Regions from separate parts of the Mus musculus genome. Here regions 1 and 3 are each linked to region 2. Evidence: chromatin contacts called from public Hi-C and promoter capture Hi-C data. All regions are on one chromosome and are shown on one strand. The core of a region is the stretch at or near the end of the contact, and the rest is flanking DNA. Distances in the headings are between cores, read along the strand shown. Region 1 overlaps Tnfrsf8 (tumor necrosis factor receptor superfamily, member 8). Region 2 overlaps Vps13d (vacuolar protein sorting 13D). Region 3 holds the start of Dhrs3 (dehydrogenase/reductase (SDR family) member 3).

The links. Promoter capture Hi-C pulls out the DNA fragments that hold promoters and counts their contacts. Hi-C and Micro-C count contacts between places; a contact is called where the count stands out from the background.
Region 1: a contact with region 2 is called in a Hi-C map of liver, with 3 times the contacts expected there. The contact joins two enhancer-like sites. A contact is called at or near these places in 4 of 484 Hi-C or Micro-C datasets (the AtT-20 cell line, CD4 T cells and liver), 2 of 115 datasets of contacts at active chromatin or transcription factors (both in embryonic stem cells) and 3 of 9 other capture datasets (adipose tissue, embryonic stem cells and liver).
Region 3: a contact with region 2 is called in a promoter capture Hi-C map of liver. The contact joins the promoter of Dhrs3 here to the enhancer-like site in region 2. A contact is called at or near these places in 22 of 39 promoter capture datasets (the 3T3-L1 cell line, 3T3-L1-derived adipocytes, the C10 cell line and 14 more), 1 of 15 datasets of contacts at CTCF or cohesin (large pre-B cells), 17 of 484 Hi-C or Micro-C datasets (ECoMG myeloid progenitors, the MNK3 cell line, Th2 cells and 8 more), 35 of 115 datasets of contacts at active chromatin or transcription factors (the 230-238 cell line, the HPC-7 cell line, the NIH/3T3 cell line and 24 more) and 4 of 9 other capture datasets (adipose tissue, embryonic stem cells, liver and 1 more).

Annotation. Positions count from the first base shown.
Region 1 is chr4:145,279,826-145,282,601 of GRCm38.p6, reverse strand. The region is part of intron 10 of Tnfrsf8 (tumor necrosis factor receptor superfamily, member 8); the gene reads left to right. Among named protein-coding and RNA genes, the nearest start is that of Gm36233, 16 kb to the right of the region's middle. Within about 2 kb of position 1,326, at least 23 of the 459 cell types and tissues checked have an H3K27ac peak or open chromatin away from gene starts, as enhancers often do. A contact at or near this core is called in liver, where this site is marked.
Region 2 is chr4:145,070,190-145,073,188 of GRCm38.p6, reverse strand. It overlaps Vps13d (vacuolar protein sorting 13D), which reads left to right. Exons shown (of 70, transcript NM_001276465.1): 55 at 695-803. Among named protein-coding and RNA genes, the nearest start is that of Gm36317, 110 kb to the right of the region's middle. Within about 2 kb of position 1,363, at least 5 of the 459 cell types and tissues checked have an H3K27ac peak or open chromatin away from gene starts, as enhancers often do. A contact at or near this core is called in the MNK3 cell line, hepatocytes and liver, where this site is marked.
Region 3 is chr4:144,891,611-144,894,603 of GRCm38.p6, reverse strand. Dhrs3 (dehydrogenase/reductase (SDR family) member 3) reads right to left here and starts at 1,527. Exons shown (of 6, transcript NM_011303.7): 1 at 895-1,527. The coding sequence starts at 1,089. It also overlaps a transcript of Vps13d not described here.

The sequences.
Region 1 (2,776 bases), core at 77-2,576, 210 kb before region 2:
TTTCCCTTCTCCCTCCCTCCCTCCCTTCCTTCTTTTCTTCCTTCCTTCATTCCTTCCTTCCTTCCTTCCTTCCTTCCTCCCTCCCTTCCTCCCTCCCTCCCTCCCTCCCTCCCTCCCTCCCTCCCTCCCTCCCTTCCTTCCTTCCTTCTTTTTTGGTTTTTTTGAGACAGGATTTTTCCATGTAGTCCTGGCTGTCCTAAAATTCACTCTGTAGACCAGACCACCCTCAAACACACAGACCCACCTGCCTCTGTCTCCTTAGTGCTGGAACTAGAAGTGCCGTCATACCTGGTCAGAATGGGTTTTTTTGATGTGTCCCAATAACATTTTTGGCTTGGATCCCATGCTTCCATTGGTCACCAGATCTGTGGTTCTCCTCTCATCTTGGTCAGTTCCCAATTATTCCTTGGGTATCAAAGCCTTCACACTAGGGAGAGTCATGAGCTGATCTGGCCTGTAGTCCTGATCTTGGGTCTTGACCTCTAGTACAAACTACAAGAATGGACTTGGGCCATCAGTCTTTGATGCTGAGATCTTTGGGGAGCTTCCTGCCACACTTCCATCTGTCATTTTCCTGGCACTGTGTATTTGGAGCACTCTTGCAAACCCATCAGCCAAGCCACACCTTGATAATGCCTTGGTAATGACTGGTAAAGGAGGGTTTAGAGATTTGTCAATAACCTGCTCTGCTTTTAATCAAGGTTTGTTTTCTTGTTAGTGTATGTATATCTGTGTGCATTCATAGGTTTCTTTCATTATTTTAATGTTGCCATCATTGTAGCAAATTCTTAACCACTGTCCCAGAGCTGGGTAGCAGGAATCCCTCCAGACATGTCCTTTTGTGTTGCGGGTACCATTTTGGTTTTGTTTTTCATTTTTTGAGACAGGGTCTCATGTAGCCCAGATGTCCTCAAATATGTCCTGTAGCTGAGACTAGCCTTGAACTTCTTGTTGTATATGTGTGTCAGGGGGAGGATTGTTGTTGTTTTGTTTTGTAGGGTTTTTATGTTTGTTTGTTTGTTGTTTGTTTTTTGAGAGATGTTCTCACTATGTAACCCTGGCCAGCACGAATACACAGAGATCCACCTGCCTTTGCTTCTCGTGCACTTGGTACTCCAACATGCTATTTTGAGGTGCTGGGGATTGTCCTTTTTTTTCGGGAGCCCTTCCAGGTCATCTCTCCACCTAGGGAGTCTATTTACTGAGTCTACTGGTCCCAATTGCAAACTTCTACGTCAGAGCTGTCCTGCCTCCCACAGCTCTGCCATGGGACTGAGAGTTCAGAGTAGGAACAGAGCTTTAAATCTCTGGCACTCATGAATCTCCAAGCGTGGCCTTTGGAGCGGATCAGTGATCAGCCAGCTGAGCCCGGGGCCACTGCTGTACAGTCTGTCCTGGACTTGGGCCCTGGGGTTCGGAATAGATTTACAAGTAGATTGTGATTATTCCAAAAAGCAAGGAAACCAACAAATGAGGACAAGCAGGCTAACGCAATCGTTATTTTTTAAGGGAAGAGCCTTGGGCAATCTGAACTCTGCCCTTGGCAAGTTCTACTTTGGGTCTTTCTCAGAGAATTCACAGGCTGTAACAGGGCAGGCTGTTGGCAGAGGATGAGGCCCTCTAGATTCTGCCCTCTATTTTTTTTAATGTAACTCTTTTTTTTTTTTTTTTTTTTTTGGCTTTTCGAGACAGGGTTTGTCTGTGTAGCCCTCGATGTCCTGGAACTTGATTTTTAGACCAAACTGACCTTGAACTCAAAGATTAGCCTGCCTATGCCTCCCTCTGTAGTGCTGGGATCAAAGGTGTCAAAGGTCGCCACTGCCCAGCTTTAGATTCTGCTTTTTTTTTTTTCACCTTGATGTAAATACATGCTTGTTTCTGAAAGTTAGAATCTATACATTTTTTTCTCCTGTCATAGAAAATCTAAACTGTGTTAGCAAACCTGGGGCCTCTTACAGGGGGTCCTCAGCCCCTTGGTAATCATTTAGCTTGGAAAAATCCTAATGAGGCTTCACTTTTTAGAAGAATTTTAGGATAAGAGGAATCCGTTCCTTCCATCTCTGACACTGTGCGGTCAGTCCCATCACAAAGCTGCAAGAGGCAGGAGAGCCCCCAACACAGAAATCTGCTTTTGGAGACCTAACAGACTTAATCAATGGGTTCCCTAGGTGGAGAGACGGCCTGGAAAGGCTCCAGAAAAGAGGACAATCATCAGAACCTCAAAATGTGTAGTGGGACACACCCGGAGTTCCAGCTCTTGGGAGACAGAGGCAGCTGGTTTGTGCCTTTAATCCCCGCAGAGGCAAGTGGATCTCTGTGTGTTCACAGCAGCCAGGGCTACATAGTGAGAACCTGTTTCAAACTCAGATGTGATGGTGCCATTTGTAATATCAGCACTTGGGAGTAAGGGAGAGAGAGATCGGGAGTTCAAGATCATCCTTGGACAAGTTCGAGGCCAGTGTTTTACGCCTCTCCTCAAACTGAGAAAATAATGGAGTCCCAATGTGGCCATGCCCAAATGATTTTATTATTGACTTCTTCTAATGGGGTTACATATTAGCACATTTAAAGAAATAAACAGTAATTATCATTTTAATTTTTAACTATTTAAAGTGTATATGAGCATTTGCTTGCATGTATGTAACACCACAAGCATGGTGCCCACTGAGGCCAGAAGAGGGCACTGGATCCATTGAAATTGGAGTTACAGAGGTTGTGAGCGGATGCTGGGAACCGAATCTAGATCCTCCTGAAGAGCAGCCAGTGCTCTTAATGT
Region 2 (2,999 bases), core at 114-2,613:
AGCCTACACAAATGATGATGATAATGATGATGAAGAAGGAGGAGGAGGAGGGGGAGGAGAAGGAGAAAAGAAGAAGGAGGAAGAGGAGGAGGAGCAGGAGGAGGAGCAGGAGGAGGAGGAGGAGGAAGAGGAGCAGGAGGAGGAACAGGAGGAGGAGGAGGAGGAGCAGGAGGAGGAGGAGGAGGAGGAGGAGGAGAACAAGAAAAAAGATGCCTCAAGCAGAACAAGACTGCAACATTCCATAAAGCTTGGGAGTTTTGAGTCACAGGCCTAAAGTGGGGCGCGGTGTCTATTGGCCCATTCTTCTCATCCTAATGATCCCTTGGGATATCTGCCTTGGTTGTGCCATGTCTCCCTTAAAGATTTATGCTCATTGTTTCATGTCTTAATTTTGTGCCAATGAAATTATGAGGAAAGGGAAAATGCTTGAGTTTTGTGTTCTTAAAAATAAGCCTTGAATTGTGCAAAGGTAGGGGCAGCTCTAACTAAGCCTTTGTCCTGTCTGGCTTTCTCTTCTGTATTTTGTGAATTTTTGTTTGTTTTGAGACAGAGTCTTTCTGTATAGCCTGGGTTCTCTTTCTACTTCAGTTTCCTGAGTGCTGAGATTACAGCACAGGCCGAACTGTTTGTTCTTTAATAGAGATTTATGCTTTGTTCTGTGTGTACGTGTGTGCACTCATTTATTTCCTCTTAGTTTGCAGGAGGGAAAAGGAAGGCCTGTGGCTTCCCACAAGGCGATTACCTGTGCAGAACTTGTCTTGGATGTGTCTCCAAAGACGCAGAGAGTCATCCTGAAAAAGAAGGTAAGAGCTCAGGGCTAGCAGTAAAAATTGGTCAGAGATCTTACAAATGGCAGGAACAGAGGTAGTAAGTAGTTGAAACTGAAAGATGACATCAGTTAGGGTCGGCAGAGATGCAGCAACCACTCTCGGGAGGACGATTACGGAGTTGTCATGTGGCATGCATAGACCTGAAGAGTCTGCGTAGTTTAAGTTCTACAATTCCAAGGGCCCTGGTGGAGGGCTGTGTTTACACTAATATGTCACCACATGTGGCATGAGGTAGTTTATTCATAGTCAGTTGCACTTCGAGGTTATGAAAGTCTGGACAATTTCCAGTCGTCCTGGGCAACTTGAAATCCATTCAGCCCCATGGACTTCTCCCTTCCTTCCTCAGTCTCACCTCAGGTGTACAGACTAAGTTGCTAGCAAAGAGGGAAAGGGCACCTCAGAAAGATGATGTATCTTCATTTTTTAAGAGAGTTCTGGTTGGTTCCAGCTTAGGTCAGGTTAATCCCTGAAGGCCAGCTGTCCTCACTGGGCAACTGGGTCATACCTCAGCCTGCAGCACCTGAGCTGCTTCCTGTGTTGGCCAGTCCTGTGGGCAAATGTGAGCACAGGTCAGGCTGTGGGAGCTGCCTGAGAGCTCCAGGCTGACTTTGGTGTCATTGGCATGGACAGCAGTTCCAACGGCAGAACAGGCGCTGCTCTCAATTTGAAGCTGGATTTCTCACTCCTCCTGAGCTGCATCTTCTTATCAAGTTCCTAGGGGTTTTAAAGGAACCGTCTAAGATAATATACATGAAGTGATATGTCAGACGTGTGGGGATGATAGCATAGCACACACTTCTGAAGACACAGCCATGCCAGGCTCACACTGAGCACTTTGTGGTTATTACACTTAACACAAGAACTTGAAGAGGTGGGTTAGTTTGTCCATTTGGCAGGTCAGGGAGCAGGCTCCAGGAGCTTAGATGCCTCATGTGCATTACTCAGGCTGAAACTAGCTCACTGTGACCGTGCAGCTGGGTCTCAGATCTGGCCATTGCTACTCTGATGTTCGCATTAGAACCTTTGGTTTCCAATTTATAGGATGTAGCTCAGTAGCTACACTGCCAGCCCTAGATTCAATTCCTGGTAGTTGATAAGAAAAAATGTACAATGAAAAAACTATCTTTCTGGCACATGCGTATCATGTGAACGAATTAGTGGGTACCAGGGGTGTCCACAGCTGTGGTGCAGCTCCTACATGCTAGAAGTATGTGACCCTGAGAGTCACAGCTTGGGTAAAGGTGTCCCTGCAGTGGGGCTATGTGGATTGTGTTAGGGAGGCAACATGAAAGAACAGTTAAGTACACTCTAGAATGGGAAGGGTCACATTTGTCCCACCGCTCACCAGTCCTGGCAGCGTGGGAAAGTTACTTCTTCTCCCCACACTATGACTTCCTCCTCTTCTATAAGGACAGTGACAGCATGTACCTTGTTGGATTATTTTGGTCAGCTAGTTTCAGCCTGAGTAGTGCACATGAGGCATCTAAGCTCTTGGAGCCTGCTCCCTGACCTGTCAAATGGGCAAACTAGCCCACCTCTTCAAATACTAAGTGTATAGGTTATACAATTTTCTTTAAAGTTTATTTTAACTATTTATACATGTGTATGTCTATTGGGTGGGACCTGGGGGGGGGGCGGGTGTGCATTTATCAGTGCGCCTTACCTTAGAATCCAGGTAAGGTCTTTAGATCACTGCCTAGAGCTGGAGGTTGGAGTTACAAGCAGTTGTGGCTTGCTGTCTGATGTGGGTGCCGGGAAGTAAACTTCATGGGTCCTCTGCAAGAGCATATATGCTCTTAACCATGAAGCCATCTCTCCAGTCTCAAAGAATACTTCTTTAAAAATTTGTACCACTTTCAAATTTTGGTTGCTTGATTTAGGGGTTTAGTATGGCCTGATGAGCTGGCTAGGGTTTACCACATAATCCTGAGGACCTGAGTTTGAGCCCCAGATCTAATGGTGAAAGGAGAAAACCAACTCCTGAGAATTGTCCTTAGACTTCCACACGTGTGTACCACTAGACACTCATGGTGGCACTCAACATACATTACACACACAGAGCAAAATAAAATTTAAAAAATGAAAAAGAGTTTGGCATACTTATCTAACTAGAAATTCCCAATAATCAAATCTTTAGTATTTTTTGTGGTGTGGGAAACATCTAAGTCC
Region 3 (2,993 bases), core at 278-2,777, 180 kb after region 2:
GCCACTGAGTGAGTCAGCCGGGTCTGCAGTTGCAAGTTGGGTGACAGCTGGCTCTCCCTCCAGTACTCTGCAACACCACGTCTCCAAAACCTGGAGCATGGGGAGCTGGTGTCACCCACATAATAAGAGGCAGTGGTCAGAGGGGCACAGTGCCACCTTCCAATCCAGCTGAGAAGGATCCCCTCCGATGAAGAGGGCGGGGGTGGGAATCAAGGTTGAAGGTGAGGACAAGGGCTCTCTTTATCAGCGGCTGGCTACCCCCTCACCCCTCTTTCAGAATTTTAAACACCTGGGCCTCCCAGTCTTTCAGCCGGACTAGACCATCCACGTCAACTCTCTCCTTTACAAATCTGAACCGAGCACCCTATCTCACGTCCCTGCCTAGCTGCAACCTCTCAGCTTGTTTGGGACTAGGCAGCGAGTTGCCAAGCAAAATACCAAGCGCAAGCTAGCAGGGGGTTTGGCTTCCAGCTCTACCTAGGGGCGCGCGCACACCCTGCGCTTGGCAGGGTGCGGGCAAAGAGAGAGAGAGGGCACTACACCTTAGAGAAAGAGTCATGCGGCAAAATGGGTGGGTATTCTAGGTATGGTAGTTGGTAGGGGTAAATAGCCAGCGAGATACCAATCCCAGGGGAGCCAAGCAACTCAGGGCCTGCCAAAACACAGTCCGGTGCCCGGGAAATCTATGAAGGATGAAACCGACTTGCTTCGCAGTCCCAGGTGATGCAAGGAGTGGGTGGCTTGAGACTTTCAGATCGTTGGCGCTGGTTTCCGCACCCGCAGCAGGTGGGAACACCCCCCACGACTGCCTCCCCCTCCCTGCGTGCCAGAGTCCCTTTACCCTCAGCGCCCACTCCAGGTGTCGCAGTGCCACCCCGCCCCCACGCCGTGTACCTTTCTGGCGCCACGCTCTGCGAACTCCCGAGCGAGGTGGCGTCCGATGCCTCTCCCACCGCCGGTGATGAGGACTGACTCCCGCGACAAGTCCCGAAGCTTGGGGGGCAACACCATTCCCACGGCTGCTTTGGTTACCAAATAGATCATTTGCAGAGGGAACACTACCAGCGCGCCCAGCCATTTCCACACCATCCTCCGCGCGGAGGAGCGGGGTACAGGGGGAGGTGGTAGGAGGCGGTGGACAAAACTCCCCGGACAGGAATTAAAAAAAGATAGAAAGAAAACTCCCCCAAACAATAATAAACTAAATAAGGAAAAGGAGGCGTCCCACCTGGTCACTCTTGAACTGATCTCCTTTCAGATGTAAAGGACAGGGCGAGGAAAAATGGGAGGAAAAAGAAAAAAAAAAGAAAAAGAAAAAAAAGATAAACTCTGCTCTGGCGGAGAGGTAAAAAGCGTCTCAGAAGATTGGGACGGTGAGAGGGGCTGTGGAGAGTCCAAGGGGTGGGAAGTTTTAACAAGAAGTTTCTTGCCCCAACAGCCGTTTCGGCTGGGAAATTCACAGGTAATGTTTACAGACCGACAGAAGAGTTTAGGCAAGGCCAGGGACGAAAAAAAAAAAAAAAAAAAGCACCAACCACAGCGCGCACACAGCTACAGTCCGCGGTTTCAAAGTGCAAGATTAACAAAACAAACAAACAAAAAAGCTGTTTCCCAATTGTAGCGCCCCCCTCCAACTTTCTCCAGAAAAAGAAAGGGGGGAAAAAACCACACACAAAAACACCACACACAAAACCTGGGGAGTGATTGCAGCTCCCAATTTCAGTCCGCGAAAGTCTCCCGACTCATTGCTATTCTTGGGCTCAGGAAATTGCTTAAACGCGATCTGATTGCCAGCACCGTGCAGGAGAAGTGGGGGGTCCGGGTGTCAGTTTCTTCTCGTGCACAGCTCGCCCTCGCGCGCGCCCGCTCTCTCCGGTTCCCTCCTCCCTCTCTTGCAGCCCGGGCTGGGAGTTGCCGCTCGGTGTGGCTCCCTCTCTTCCCCCCTCCCCTTTAGTATTTATTGCCTTCTTTTTTGTTCTTTCCAACTTGGTCGGGCCCGTACTGTGGAGCACTCGTGGATAGGACGCCCTAGTCTGCACCGCCCTATTACTTCGTCCGCGGGGCAGCTGCGGCGTGGACCGAAAGGGCGCCCCCTCCTTTTTTTTTTTTTTTTTTTTTTTAATACCCCATTAAGTCTGATTGACAGTTAAAGTTGTTGGGAGGCTTCACTATCGTGCCTCTGAGTGGCTGCGGCGACTTCCCCTCCCCCTGCGCCGTGGCGGGGCACGCGCCTAGGCGCGCACCCGGTCTCGCTGCGTCTCGCACTCCCCTGGGACTCGCTTCTCATTTCTGCAAGCTGGAACTTGCTGCCCTAGTCCCCGAGGGCTCGCAGCCGGAACTCGAACACGCTGCAACCAACTCTGGCAAGCCAGCTTGCTGTATCAGACCTGGCTCCCAGCCTGGGCCAGGTGACCACCCCTGAGCGGCCGGGCAAACCGAGGGGAAACTCGCGCATGCCTTGATGCTATTGGGTCGCCAAGGGTTCATTTCAGGTCACTTGGTCATTCTTCTGCCTCCAGGTAGGACCAGGAGGTTATGTTTCATCATTGCCTGATTCCCATTTTCCTTCAAAGAGTGTACATCCGAAGTTGTATTAACGTGAAGTCTCTCACGTTGAGGTAGAGGGACCCCTTGGGAGGCAGGATTTTGCTTTGGGAGAAAGGGGAGCAGGGCAAAGGACCTCTAACCCCAGGTGCCAATAAAATCCCCATAAGATTAGCTGGGAGCTTATTTATTGCTTATCTGGGCTAGAATTACCTTGACTGACAGCAATTTCCTTAATAACAGAAGCCTGTAAACAACACGTCTTCAAAGCTATGCCACTGTTCAGTTCATCCAGTGTCCCCTCTCTGGGTGCCCTTACCCCGCTGACCTTTTGGGCACCCACCTTGTAACCTCTTGCCCACCCCTTGTAAGAACGTCTCCCTGTTGGGAGGGCGGGACCCAGCTATTTAGACTTGCCTGTTGCGGGAAGTCTAGGAGGTGAGTCATGA